Regions from separate parts of the Mus musculus genome. Here all the other regions are linked to region 1. Evidence: chromatin contacts called from public HiCAR-type and promoter capture Hi-C data. All regions are on one chromosome and are shown on one strand. Each heading gives the region's core, a stretch centred on a gene start, on an enhancer-like site or on the middle of the called end of the contact. The rest is flanking DNA. Distances are from core to core; before and after follow the strand shown.

The links. Promoter capture Hi-C pulls out the DNA fragments that hold promoters and counts their contacts. HiCAR-type assays count read pairs that join an accessible place to other places.
Region 2: a contact with region 1 is called in a promoter capture Hi-C map of hippocampal neurons, with 9 times the contacts expected there. The contact joins the enhancer-like site here to the promoter of Ptn in region 1. A contact is called at or near these places in 11 of 39 promoter capture datasets (the 3T3-L1 cell line, 3T3-L1-derived adipocytes, cranial neural crest and 7 more).
Region 3: a contact with region 1 is called in a promoter capture Hi-C map of second pharyngeal arch cranial neural crest. The contact joins the promoter of Trim24 here to the promoter of Ptn in region 1. A contact is called at or near these places in 4 of 39 promoter capture datasets (cranial neural crest, hippocampal neurons, maxillary cranial neural crest and 1 more), 1 of 115 datasets of contacts at active chromatin or transcription factors (astrocytes) and 1 of 9 other capture datasets (adipose tissue).
Region 4: a HiCAR-type map of astrocytes shows a contact between it and region 1, with 4 times the contacts expected there. The contact joins the enhancer-like site here to the promoter of Ptn in region 1. A contact is called at or near these places in 12 of 39 promoter capture datasets (the 3T3-L1 cell line, 3T3-L1-derived adipocytes, cranial neural crest and 7 more) and 4 of 115 datasets of contacts at active chromatin or transcription factors (astrocytes, embryonic forebrain, forebrain and 1 more).

What each region holds. Positions count from the first base shown.
Region 1 is chr6:36,808,616-36,811,629 of GRCm38.p6, forward strand. It overlaps Ptn (pleiotrophin), which reads right to left and starts at 1,564. Exons shown (of 5, transcript NM_008973.3): 1 at 1,279-1,564.
Region 2 is chr6:35,334,371-35,337,619 of GRCm38.p6, forward strand. It overlaps 1700065J11Rik (RIKEN cDNA 1700065J11 gene), which reads left to right. Exons shown (of 3, transcript NR_040526.1): 2 at 481-655; 3 at 2,244-2,461. Among named protein-coding and RNA genes, the nearest start is that of 1700065J11Rik, 5.1 kb to the left of the region's middle. Within about 2 kb of position 1,306, at least 21 of the 459 cell types and tissues checked have an H3K27ac peak or open chromatin away from gene starts, as enhancers often do.
Region 3 is chr6:37,869,440-37,872,551 of GRCm38.p6, forward strand. Trim24 (tripartite motif-containing 24) reads left to right here and starts at 1,372. Exons shown (of 19, transcript NM_145076.4): 1 at 1,372-2,035. The coding sequence starts at 1,672.
Region 4 is chr6:35,379,346-35,382,381 of GRCm38.p6, forward strand. No RefSeq gene overlaps it. Among named protein-coding and RNA genes, the nearest start is that of Gm38789, 32 kb to the right of the region's middle. Within about 2 kb of position 1,571, at least 83 of the 459 cell types and tissues checked have an H3K27ac peak or open chromatin away from gene starts, as enhancers often do. A contact at or near this core is called in astrocytes, second pharyngeal arch cranial neural crest and stem cell-derived neural progenitor cells, where this site is marked.

The DNA.
Region 1 (3,014 bases), core at 314-2,813:
CCATTATGTTGTTAGTTCAAAAGCTTTTCTTTGGTAGTTCCTGAAGTGCCTCCCAGGCCCTTCCTTCCAACACACACACACCACACACACACACACACACACACACACACACACACACACACACACACACACTTTTTAAACTATGCCTGGTAGTTTCAAGAGGAAAGATGCTGACCCACTAGAACTCTGTTACTTTGTTCTCCCCTGAAGTGTGCATTCCTTCTGTGAGGCACCCACTCTACTTCTGAAGTCTCGCTCTGCTCCTACAGCTCCAAAGTCCTTATTACTAAGGAGACAAGAACTAGTTAGCAATCTGTATGTGAGTTACATGTGTGCTCTTGTATTTATATGCCACATCAGATCCCATAGAAGTGTGTGTGTGTGTGTGTGTGTGTGCGTGTGTGTGTGCATGTGTGTGTGCGCATGCACACACACATATTTTAGAAGAGAGGAAAGGTTATGTTTTATGCACAAAAGAAGTGACTTTTCTTCTCAAAATATATTATGGAAACAACTGGAATATCACCTCAGAAATTCCGGGTGTCTGCCAAACTCGTCTTTACCACAACCCTGGCTTATTTGGATACAACTGAAAACGTAAGTGCTTCTATGCCAGTTGGCATCCCAACCAAGCAAAGGTAGACTCCAAAGTGTGCCTTTGAAACTTTGGACTGAACTGTTTCTAGAAGCGTTTCTGGGCTCGTGGGCAGGCTAGGGAGTGCAGGCTGCTCTGGCGGAGATGTTTCTCCATCAGCAGACACAGGAGGGGCAGGCTGCCAGGCATGTACCACACCTAGAGCGGGCAGCAATTGGCAGTTGGCAAGCTCTAGGGCAACCTGAGAAGTGGAGGTAGGAAATGAGACCTGTCTACTGATACACCCTTTCTTCTCTCTCATGCCTACTGGGCCAGACACACCCACCAAAGCTCCAGGTTTTACAAAGAGCACAAATGTGCCCTCTCCCGCGCTTTGCATGCTCTGGCAGGTAGCAGGAATTCGGTCCCCATGCACTCTCCACAGCCCAAAAGCTGCTTTCCTTCTTCCCATCCAAGCACATGCTAGGTTACTTAGCTCATTCCCCCCAAAATTTCCTTTCGGCTGTTTTGCCTTCTGGAGCAAGTCCGTTTTTAAAAGCAGTCCTATTTAGCGGACTCCAGGCAGCCTCTCTCCTGCTCCAACCCCCTCCACGTACTGCAGGCTACCAGAAAAGTGGCTTTGGGGGGTAGGCACACTGCACCAGAGACCCTTTGGAGAAAACCACAGGGTATCTTGCACTTACTTTGGCTTGCAGAGGTCCTCGCTGACTAGCTGGCTGCCTTTGTTGCAAAGTGCGGGCGAGGTTTCTGCAGACTCCAGGTATCGCTGGCTGATGCTCCTGCCTGGGCGGCTGCGCTCTGCTCTCCCCCCTTCTGGATGGATGACTCAGTGCTTTCTTTCTTCCCCTCTCTCCACTTTGGGTTTTCTTGTGCTCTGGGGCTTCCTTGGCGGGATATTTGGACGGGTAGGCGGGGAACCTGATCCTGCCTTCACTCAACTACACCCTGCCGGGGAGGGAAATAGAGAATGGGAGGGACGAGAGAGGGCAGAGAGAAGAAGCAGGCTGTGCGAGGGAGGAGGGGAGTGCTTTGCCCCCGAAATCTGATTGGGAAGCTTATGAAAAGCAGGCTACTCTGGGGGCAGTCTTTCCCCAAACGGATCTGTGTAGAAAGACCATGGGTTATAAGACCGTTTGTTCTTAGCACCCACCCAGCACCATATTTTTTGTACAAACTCCCAAGAACCATGTTTTTCTCCCCCTCCCATGGGTCCATAGCTCGGCTTATCAAGCTGGATATCTTAATTGGAAAATTGACAGCATTTTAAACTACAGTTTTGGTACAGCTTTAAACACACACACACACACACACACACACACACACACACACACACACACACACACACACACGATATTCTATTCGAGATTGGGGGAGCCATGTGCAAAGGCAGCTGTCCCTTGCTCTCCGCCCCTAAAGGCCTCCCTGCAGGGAGTCCCTGCTAACTTCAGCTGACAGTTGCAGCTCACCTCCAGTCACAAAGCTGCAAAGCAGTTTTTTCTGGGTTGTCACTAGGAGTGACAGATCTCTGAAATTTCCCAATTAAATGTCACTTTCCTTTAGGGAATTTTTCCATTCTTGGCTTCTTCGATGCCTTCGGGTCACATATTTTGTGGCATGCTCTTGGCAAAGAACACAGGGGGGTAATCAGTGTGGCTCAAGCTCTGGGGTTTGTAAGAATTAGAGTGGGCTTCCTGGCTTCCTGAGACCTTCCTCTCCTTTAACCAAGGAGAGCAAAGTGACAGTTTTGAGTCACACATAGAAACTGACCAGAAAAGATGGAGTAAAACCCCAATTTGCCCAAACACGGTCAAATTATAAAACTGGCTCCAATTTCTCACCAAAGATACATCTCTTCAACTCAACTTACAGATCCTATGGATTCCGTAGGGTGTTTTAAGCCCTCACATCTTAAGACCACTCCTTTCCTAAAATTACAGCCATTGGTTATGGCAAGTGGTTTTAAGGACTAGGAGTCTTCTATTGGCTGTTACCTGTACCAATGTCCAAGAGTAATCGAGGGACAAAGGTGACCCTGCAGGAGTAGAGCTTTTAGTCCACTAATCTTCGTTTCTGCCCCTCCCCCCACCCCGCCCTCCAACGAAAAAATGGACAGAAATTCACATTTACACCTGATCTGTATTCTTTACAGTCTCTTCTGCTAAACCACCTTTCCACACACAAATTGCACATGCCTTCCTCAAGACCAACTCCCAGGCTATGCACATCCCTGTTTGAAAGTTCATCTTTGCCATGAAACAGTCCATGTGAGTGTTCATCTGGTGTCACCTGTGTACATCATGAACTACTCATAAGCTTTCTTTACTGTGAGAAAAGTTCACCATTTCCTACAGTTCCACAGTGAGCTAAGAAGATGACAGAAAGACTTTCCTTTTTGCCCCTTAATTTTATCTTCATCTTT
Region 2 (3,249 bases), core at 56-2,555, 1.5 Mb before region 1:
AGTCACTGAGCTGTACACTTAAGATCTGCTGCTGCACAGGTCCTGACAGATCAGCACTTAAGATCGCTTGCTCAGTTTCCAGCATCTGTACTGGGCAATGCATAGCTTCAAGTCCAGCTCCCGGGCACAAGTACAGCGCCCTCTTCTGGCCTTCTGCAGACACTGCAGTCATGTGCACATAAACACCCACAGAGACATAACGCATACATTTAATTAAAAATTAAGTCTTAAGAAAGATTTCCATATACTCCTAGTTACAAACCAAACACAACCAAACAGCCAATCCAAGCTATGTGTCCAGCTGACTTGAGAATATTTATTGTCTATGCTTCCGTGGAGCAGATCTGACATTAATGGAACCTCCTAGTCTAGCAGCTGAAGTAACTTGGGCAATGTTACTGAATGAGTCTGGAATTTAGTGTTATTTTTTTTCTCTCAGTTAAAAAGGAATAAAGATTGCTTATTTTTCATCGCTTTCAGACTGCTACCTCAAATGGCTCCGGGTGGCAGTGGAGAGGACACAAAGGCGTTCCAGTTGCAGACCTGGATATTCTTCTGCTAGGACAGTGAGTCTAGTGACATTGGAACCAGGGTGTCTGCCAAAGCCAGCTCTGTCCTTGCTGCTTCCCCACTCTCTGGTGACAGCTAGCTCTGCGTGAGTACTGAGGCAACCTTATATTCTGGAGCCTCTGGACTCCCTCCTCCAACCCTTGGCTCCTCTGTGTCTCAAGCCTGCTCTTGTCTTCCAGTCCTGACAGGCTCTTTCTGTTTGGTGGATAAGCTTAAAAAACACCACAGGAGAGAGGGAACAGCAAAGAGCTTCTGGGTGTCTATTCACACAGCCTTACAGTCTGAAATATGTGGCTAAGAATCCAGTCTACCCTGATCTTAAGGAGACAGATAACAAGAGGTCCCCTTTAAGGCTGCCCACAGACACCTACTGACCTACCTCTCCATAGTCCACTGCCCCACACCCTGGGCTGGCTCTTCTTGCCCTATTGCTGCCCCAGACCCCCCAAAGTGAGTAAAGTGTCGTTTGTGGTTGGATCTAATCACTGAAACAGCATCTGAGGAAATTTCCACCCTGCTTCATTCACGCAAACCTTTTCTTCAGATCCAGGGTGGTGGTGGTCACGTTAAATGGCTCTTGGGTATTGATGGGGAAGCTTAAGTTGTGATAGGACAGTCCTGGGCTAGGATGGTTGGGCCTTCCCCTTATGCTCGATAGCAACACAGGAAGCCAGGTTATCTCCCTGACCTGAAGCTGAGCAGAGTCACTGGCCTCAGCAGCTTCTTCTTGTTGGGAGCAGAGGTCAGTGGAAACACAAACACAGGCTCAATAAACCATAGACTCTCAGGCTGGAAGGGATGTAGAGAGTAGAGATCTGAACTCCATTCTACAAACGAAGTTAAAGCTATGAAGATAAACTGGCCGAGGGGCAAAAGCCAGGCAGTGATGGAGGTGGGAGAAGATCAGAAATGATTGACAGAACTCAGAGCATTGAGCTGACCAGAACAAACTGATCATATCACTGCACATCTCACGAGGCCGGAGGTTCTCAGCTGGCACTGCTAACATTTTGGGTTGGATAATCCCTCACCATGGAGGGCTGTCGTAGGCACCGAGGGGGAGGTTAGGTGTGCCCCTGGCCTCTAGATACCAGTAAGAGCCCTCACTCAGTCCATGGCAAAGATGATTCTAGACATGACAAATGTTCTCGGGGGTCAAAGCCAGCCCTGGTTGAGATAAGATGTTCTCTTAGCTCAACGTTTCAAAATGCCCGGTGACTTTCTCATTGTTTGTCGGCCGGTCTGTAATTCCTTGAGTTTGGAAAGATGGCTGCTTATTGAGCTTTTCGTTTCTCATCTCACGTAGTATTAGTCATGTGAGAAATGCAATGGATGACTTTAAACAAATGCATGAATGAGTGAATGAATGGATGGACACATACTGAGCCTCTGGAGAATAACCTTTCGTTGACTGGCTTCATATAATTTATTATATGAAAATACATTATGTATAGATATATATTTCTGGCTTTGTATAATATATTCTATTAAGCATCAGGCTGGCATCCTCTGGCAGAAGGCAGTGGGAGAATGACTTATGTGACCTTGTCTCTGAAGACGGTTGGGGTCCTGACACTCTCTCTGCCTTACCAGCCGCTACTGTAGTCACACAGGAGGCCTCGGCTGGGCTCCCCTCTGCACACTGCAGGCTTAATTATGAGACTTCTTTTCAGTTCTGTGAAACAACAGGCTACGATAATACACGGAGGAGAATCTTCTCACTGTGGGATACAAGCAACATTGAAACATTGAAACCTTCAAGAACAAAGCACCAAGGACAGTTATAAGAAACCCTGGGAGCCATGGGAGACTATTTGCCATAGACTCTTGAAGTTTCAGCACTGGAAAAAGTCACACGTAAAATAAAAAAGGAAACATCTTTACCACAAAATCTGACTGTGCCTTGCTTAATCCCAGACATTTTTTTTTTTTTTTTAAATTTTAGCACTGTTGACCATGGCTAAATGACAATCCTTTTTCTGTCTTCTAAATGGTAAATATGAGAGAGGTTAGAGTCCTCTTTCAGGACTGAAAACAACAAGTGATTCCTCAAAACTATTCTCTACTGTGGCATGCTCACACCTGCATACACACCAATACACACAAATATTAATAATAACTATAACAACAATAAATATTATATTTCATAATAACATGTAATAGTATATTGTCACTTTATAATAATTATTAATTATTGTTATCAAGAGATCAAAAATGAATTCTACCAAGCACTACCATGCAGCAAGGGACCACATAAAGCCCTCCTGTCTGGTCCTCCTTGTGTTAGAAGCTTGCTTCTTAGTCTTCAGTTGAAATGTCACTTTTAGGGATAAGACCTGTTACTTACTCTGCTGGCTAGTTTTATGTCAACATGACAAAAGCTATACTCATCTGAGAAGAGGGAACCTCCACTGGAAAAAAAATGCCTCCCTAAGATCAAGTTATAGGCAAGCCTGTAGGGCATTTTCCTAATTAGTGATTGATGGGTCAGGGCCCAGTCCATTGTGAGTGGAGCCATCCTGGGGCTGGTAGTCGTGGGTTCTAAAGCAGACTGAGCAAGCCATGAGGAGCAAGCCAGTAAGTGGCATCCCTCCATGGCCTCTGGATCAGCTCCTGACACCAGGTTCCTGCCCTGTTTCCATTCCTATCTTGATTTCCTCCAATGATGAACAGTGATGT
Region 3 (3,112 bases), core at 122-2,621, 1.1 Mb after region 1:
TCCCCCAAATTCCTGGCCCATAGTGCAGTAGTTCCAGATTCCCCACGAGATTCTCCAGGATTTCTGTCTATTCTGTCTCAGAAACTCCCAACCTTCTCTTTGTCTTCTCTTTTCTTTTGGGTGTTAGCCTAATACACAGTCTCTGATAGTTTCGGCTTCCTTACTCTTTCTCTAAAGCTCCCCTCCATGTGGCTGCTGTAACCATGTGGCTGTTTAACACAAATGGCATGGCATCTCTTCCACTTCTCCATCTTCCTCTGGGCAGCTGCTGAGATTTACAGCTTGCCTGCATTGGTTTTTTTCTTTCTTTTCTTTTAAACTCTAATAAAATTTCCTCCAGCTTCTTTTGAGGCTCTTCTTAAATTCTTTTATTAATGAGACTAAGAACCTCAAGAGGGGACTCTGATTTCCCTAGTAACAGGTGGCACTTCCCATGGGACTCCCCAGAATTTCCGGTAACAAGCACGGGAGAAGGAAGACATGAAATATAATACTGAAACTCTAAAACCAGAATTGAGGTCCCCCCCCCCCCTTTTGAGACAGGCTTTTACACTGACTAAAACCTAGAATAACTTTGAATTTGTAGTGATTTTCCTGCCTTTGCCTCTGGAGTATTAGTATAGGTGTGTGCTACCACGTCTGCCTTTTTTTTTTTTTTAAGAGTTTAATATTCAGGTACTATGGACACTTGCAGATCATTTATTTAGTCCTCAAAAAAATTAACTGCTTTTATTCATTTAAGAAGCAAAATTAATTTCACCCTTTTCCATTGAGGTCTTTTAAAGTTCCGACAAATTTGTAATTTCTCCCCCTTTACATCATTCTCATTAATTCATCACAGAGATAAATTCAGGCCACAAAAAGAGTAAAGCTGCCTGCACACTCCCCCTTTCACACAATGTGGGCTCATACAACCCGGTTTTGGGTCTCTTCTCGTTTGCACGTAACTTACTTCTTCATCCTCCCGTGGCCCTCCCACGATCTTACTCCTTTACCCATTTAAGTCTCCAGTAGTAAAAGCAGTTTTCCAAGCAGTTTCTTAATTAATCAGGCTGGGTAGACTGGGCAGAGCCCCCGCCCCTTGGGCGGGGCCATAGCGGCGGGCGGAACCCGATGCCTGCTCTGGCTCCTTAACAAATGATTCCTTTACAATCTACAGAAGAGAGACACACACACAGCGAGCCAATCAGCGGCCGCGGTCCTCGCGTCCGGCGGGGCTAGCCCCGCCCACTCCCAACCTCCCGCGGGGGCCGTCCGAGCCTCGCGGGCTTCTGCAGACCCCGCCCCCTGGGCAGGCGCGGCGGTCATTGGATGGCGCTCGGCTCGCAGTCGCCGCGGTTGCTGGGAGAGGGAGGTGGGGGCGGGGCCCGCGGTGGTCCAAGGGGCCCGAGAGAAAGGCTGCTAGGCACGGGCGGGCGCGCTGGGCGGAATCGAGCGTCTCGGTGGCGGTTTGCCTATCGGCCCGCGCGGCGGCGTCGCGGTGCGGGAACCGGTCCCCGTTGACAGCTCCGCGTCTTCCGGCCGCGCCACTCGGGAGGTGGCTTCCTCCCTGTGCTCCCTCCGCGAGTCCGTTCGGCCTCGGAGAAGCGGGAGGCGGCGGCGGCTGCGGAGGTCGTCGGGGGCGGCGGGCGGTGAGCGCGCTCCCGCTTCCCCGGCGGCGGCCGCAGGACAATGGAGGTGGCTGTGGAGAAGGCGGCGGCGGCAGCGGCTCCGGCCGGAGGCCCCGCAGCGGCGGCGCCGAGCGGGGAGAATGAGGCCGAGAGCCGGCAGGGCCCGGACTCGGAGAGCGGCGGCGAGGCGTCCCGGCTCAACCTGTTGGACACTTGCGCCGTGTGCCACCAGAACATCCAGAGCCGGGTGCCCAAGCTGCTGCCCTGCCTGCACTCGTTCTGCCAGCGCTGTTTGCCCGCGCCGCAGCGCTATCTCATGCTGACGGCGCCCGCGCTGGGCTCGGCAGAGACCCCTCCACCCGCTCCCGCCCCCGCCCCCGCCCCGGGCTCCCCGGCCGGTGGTCCTTCGCCATTCGCCACCCAAGGTGAGAGGGGCCCGCGAGGTGGCGGGCGCGACCCGCTGTCACGCGGCTGGGGAGGGGGTGAAATGGGCCCGCGCCGGCTGAGCGACTCGGCGGTCCCTCACTTTTGCAGAGCTCTGACGGTTGTGGCGAGTTAGCTGCTCTCTGCTCCTCCGCAAAGCTTTGTCCGGGTGCATATGATCTGGATCAGCTCGTGTACACCCGGGTTATGCGAGCCGGAGGGGGGAGGAAGGGATGGAGATGAAGTGATGGGGATTTTCTTTGATGATTGATTGCAGATTGGCTGCCGTCTGTTTCGAATCTTGTGCGTTCCGGGCTTTTTACCTTAATGAGTTCCCTCTCTGTCCCCTCCGTAGGGGACAAAGGAACCGGGATAAGTTGTTTTGTTGTCTGCTGCTTTCGGAGATTTTATTTCGAGCGATTCGATAAACGATAGAAAGTAAATAGACTTCCAAAGTGTTTTGTATGCCGTAGTTGGAAGTTACTTTCTCTTTTGTGGTGTTATTGGGTAATTAGTTTTTGACAGGTAGTTTCCTTTGCTTATGTTACCAGGTTTAAATCGTTGAAAGTGATTTGAAGTGCAGTAATTATTTCTGGGAGAACACTTGAAGTTTTTAACTTTTAATATTGCAAATATTTGGGCAAATTGACGTCTTTAAAATGCGAAGTAACTGAGGAAGGGAAATCTTTTTTCTCTTGCTTCTTGGGTTTTGTGTGTGTGTGTGTGTGTGTGTGTATGTTTTGTTTGGCTTATGTAGCAGCCCAGAATTGTCCACAGCTAGCAATCTTCCTGCCTCAGCTTCTTCAGAGTAAAGATAACAGGCATGAGCCATTGCACCTGCTAGCCAGACACTTTTAACATCTCTTTTAAAGGGAATAACTGTTTTAAGTTAATTTGTTAAGTAATTATATTTATTAGGTCAGGATGCAATTGCTGGCTTGGATTGTTGAATTAGATGCATTTAGTTTTTTCTTACAACAGTCTTTAAATACAGGAAACTATTTTCCATGGGTCTCTATTGTTGCAGGAAGCCCACCAGAGGTACACCACTCAGTCTATAGCTAAATGAAAGTATTCCA
Region 4 (3,036 bases), core at 321-2,820, 1.4 Mb before region 1:
GAAAGCTTGTGGCCCACAATTAGCACTGCTATAAGTAGGCTGGCTAAAAACGTACCTATCTTTGAAAAGGTGATGATGACCAGCCAGGAGCTAGCACATCTGGCCCGAGGTTTGGCATACGCATGCAGAACTATACTCAAGGCAGACTGTTTTGCAAGCTTTAGTCTTCATTGCCTCTCAGGGACAGTAGACAGAGAAAGGATTGGGGTCTCTGAGCTATCTGCCTCCTCTCACCTAGATGACTCCAAAGAAAATACATTGCCTTTGTCAGGCTGAGATTGATTAACATGACATGGTCTAGCCAGCTGTTAGGTTCTGTAACCTGCCACCCCCTGCCTCTGTCTCCCGTCTTCAGCTACATAATGAGGCTCTGTCTTAAAAAGCAAGGAGCTGGGAGTGTGGCTCGGTGGTTGAGTGCAAGAGCACAAAGCTCTGGGTTGGAGCTCCAGCACAGTCACAAAGAAAACCAGAAAAAGAAAAAAAAAATTCACATGGTTTCTTGCTAAGGGGGCATACCCCGAACGTTGCTTCCCTGTTCGCGATCCCTTACAGTCTAGGCTGGAAGAATTCTGTTTCTCAGAAGGCCCATTCTTCATCCAAAACATCAACAACCCCCCACTGCCTTTGAACATCGAATCAGAGCAAAGCAAACAAGGGAACCAGAGCGACCCATAGTGAAAGCGGGAGGGGCCTCGCGCTGGTTGCCGGCAGCAGGTGGCGCCCTTGGGTCACCCTCTTCAGTCTCTAGCAGAACAGTGCCTCCTATCTGTCAAAACCCTTAACTTGTCTTTCTCAGCCTTGAGTGTTCCAGCTTGCTGACTCTCTCAGCTTAGGAACTCCCTCCTTCCCTCCTCAGGCAGGGCCCACATGCTGTCCTTGCAATGGGCAAGGAGTTGCATTTCTGGGTGGATGGAAGCACATTTATTATACCACACACAGCGGAAAGAAAACAATTCCACCCAGTTCCCCTTTCTTTAATTAAAAAAATATTATTGTTGCTGTTATTATTATTCCTATTATTATTACTACTACTATTACTTATTATTTGTGTGTGTGTGTGTGTGTGTGTGTATGGTTATTTTGCCTGAATGTATTTCTGTACACCACATACATGCCTGGTGCCTACAGATCCCCTGGAACTGGAGTTCTAGATAGTTGTATAGAGTCATGAGGGTGCTGAGGAATTGTGCCCAGGTCCTCTGGAAGAGCAGCCAGTGCTCTTAACTACTGGTAGTAGATGGTTACAGAGTCGCTTCAAGGATGAAATCAGGTCTTTGCATATGCCTGGCATACCTGTCTTCTGAGAGGCTCTACCAGCAGCTGATCGAGACAGAGGCAGATAATTACACCCAACCATTGGACTGAATTAAGGTTGAATTAAAGGAAAGATTGAAGAATCTGAAAGGGAGGGCGACCTCATAGGAAGACCAGCAGACTCGACTAACACAGAACCCAGGGAGCTCCCAGAGACGGAGCCACCAACCAGGAGCATACACAGCCAGGTCTGAGGCCCCTGGCACATATACAGCGGAGGTCTGCCTGGTCTGGCCTCAGTGGGAGAAGATGCACTTACTCCTCCAAGAGACTTGAGGACCCAGGGAAGGGGGAGGCCTGCTGGAGGTTGGGAGCACCCTCTGGGAGGCAAGTGGGAGGAGGAATAGGATGAGGAATGGTGGGTCGGAGGGACGGGGGGGTGGGGGAGGAGGTCAACGACTGGAATATAAATAAATAAAATAACTTAAAAAAGAAAGGAAGAACGGAAAAAAGTGGAGTGGCATATGTAAGTTCACTAATTGCCCACTAGATGGCACTCTCTTCCCAGGAGAAAGGAAACTTGCGAAAGGGGAGAGGTACTAAACGTTGAGCCAGCTGCCTGAGGGCTGGCTTCTGTTTGCCTGCTCTAATCCATTGCATTTGGGCAGTTAGCTTGAGAAGAGCAACATTAAGGTCAAAATCAGTGGTCCACAGCCTTAGGAATGTGTCTTCTGTGGCCATTTGTGTCAGCATTAATTATTGCCAGTGTAGGGGAGGGGAAGGGAGTAGAAATACACCCAGCTCAGCCGGGAGTCTTGTGTTTGGAGACTAAGGGTGTTGGGGGGATATTAAGATTGACCCTGAAGCTCTAGGATGTGACCAAATCGCTCTTCATGGTCCAGATGGAAGACATAGGAGATGGCTGAGACTCCTTTATAGATGCTGAGTTCTTGGACTGCCTTGTCCCTCCTGCTTGGGACACTTTCCACATCATCTACACACCACTGATCCACACTGACAGTAAAACCCTGTGAATTCTAAGGGCTGTAAAGAGGAAGCTTGCCACCCTGGCAGCTTGGTACAGATTTGAGCGCCTGTCTACCCACTTTAGGTCATTGGCATTTTCTGGAGTGGGTCTTGGCCCAAACACAAGCTTTCTCTTTCAAACCACTTTGGTCACACACACTAACTTTCCCTCCCTTAAGCGCCGCCCCATACCAGCACCCAACCTAGGCTGGGTTGGCTGATGGCCCTGTAGCTTGCACTTCCATGGTTACCTACTGGTTCAGCTGCTACTGGTGGTGCCTCAGTTTCCTCTTCTGCTCATACATATTCAGCCCTGCTTTGACAGTCTTCCCAGGCCGCATACCTTTGCTTAGGGGCTTCCATTTTCCTCAGACGCCAATGGCCTGGGTTCCTGGACATTTCCTCTGCGGCACCCAACGCTACAGATCCAGTCCCCTCCCCAGGAAGCCGGGAGCCCTCCCTGAGCCCCTCAGCTATGCTCTTTGTACCCTGCTTTTATAGGTACGAGGATTGGAAAGTGGGCTATGGGGTTTTCGGTTGAAGCAGTGCTGTTCTTCCTGCTCAGTTCTGAGCAGGCTGCGAGCTGCTGGGATTGTTTTTTATTCCACACCTGAATCAAGAGTAGCATATTGCACAGTGGCTTCATCTTTTAGCCTCACAAACTGTGGCAAGGCCAACATCCTCCCCAGACGGTCATGGCCCCGAACTGCTTTGAAGGAAACAACCATGTCAGGACACCAATATCTTTTCCTCCCT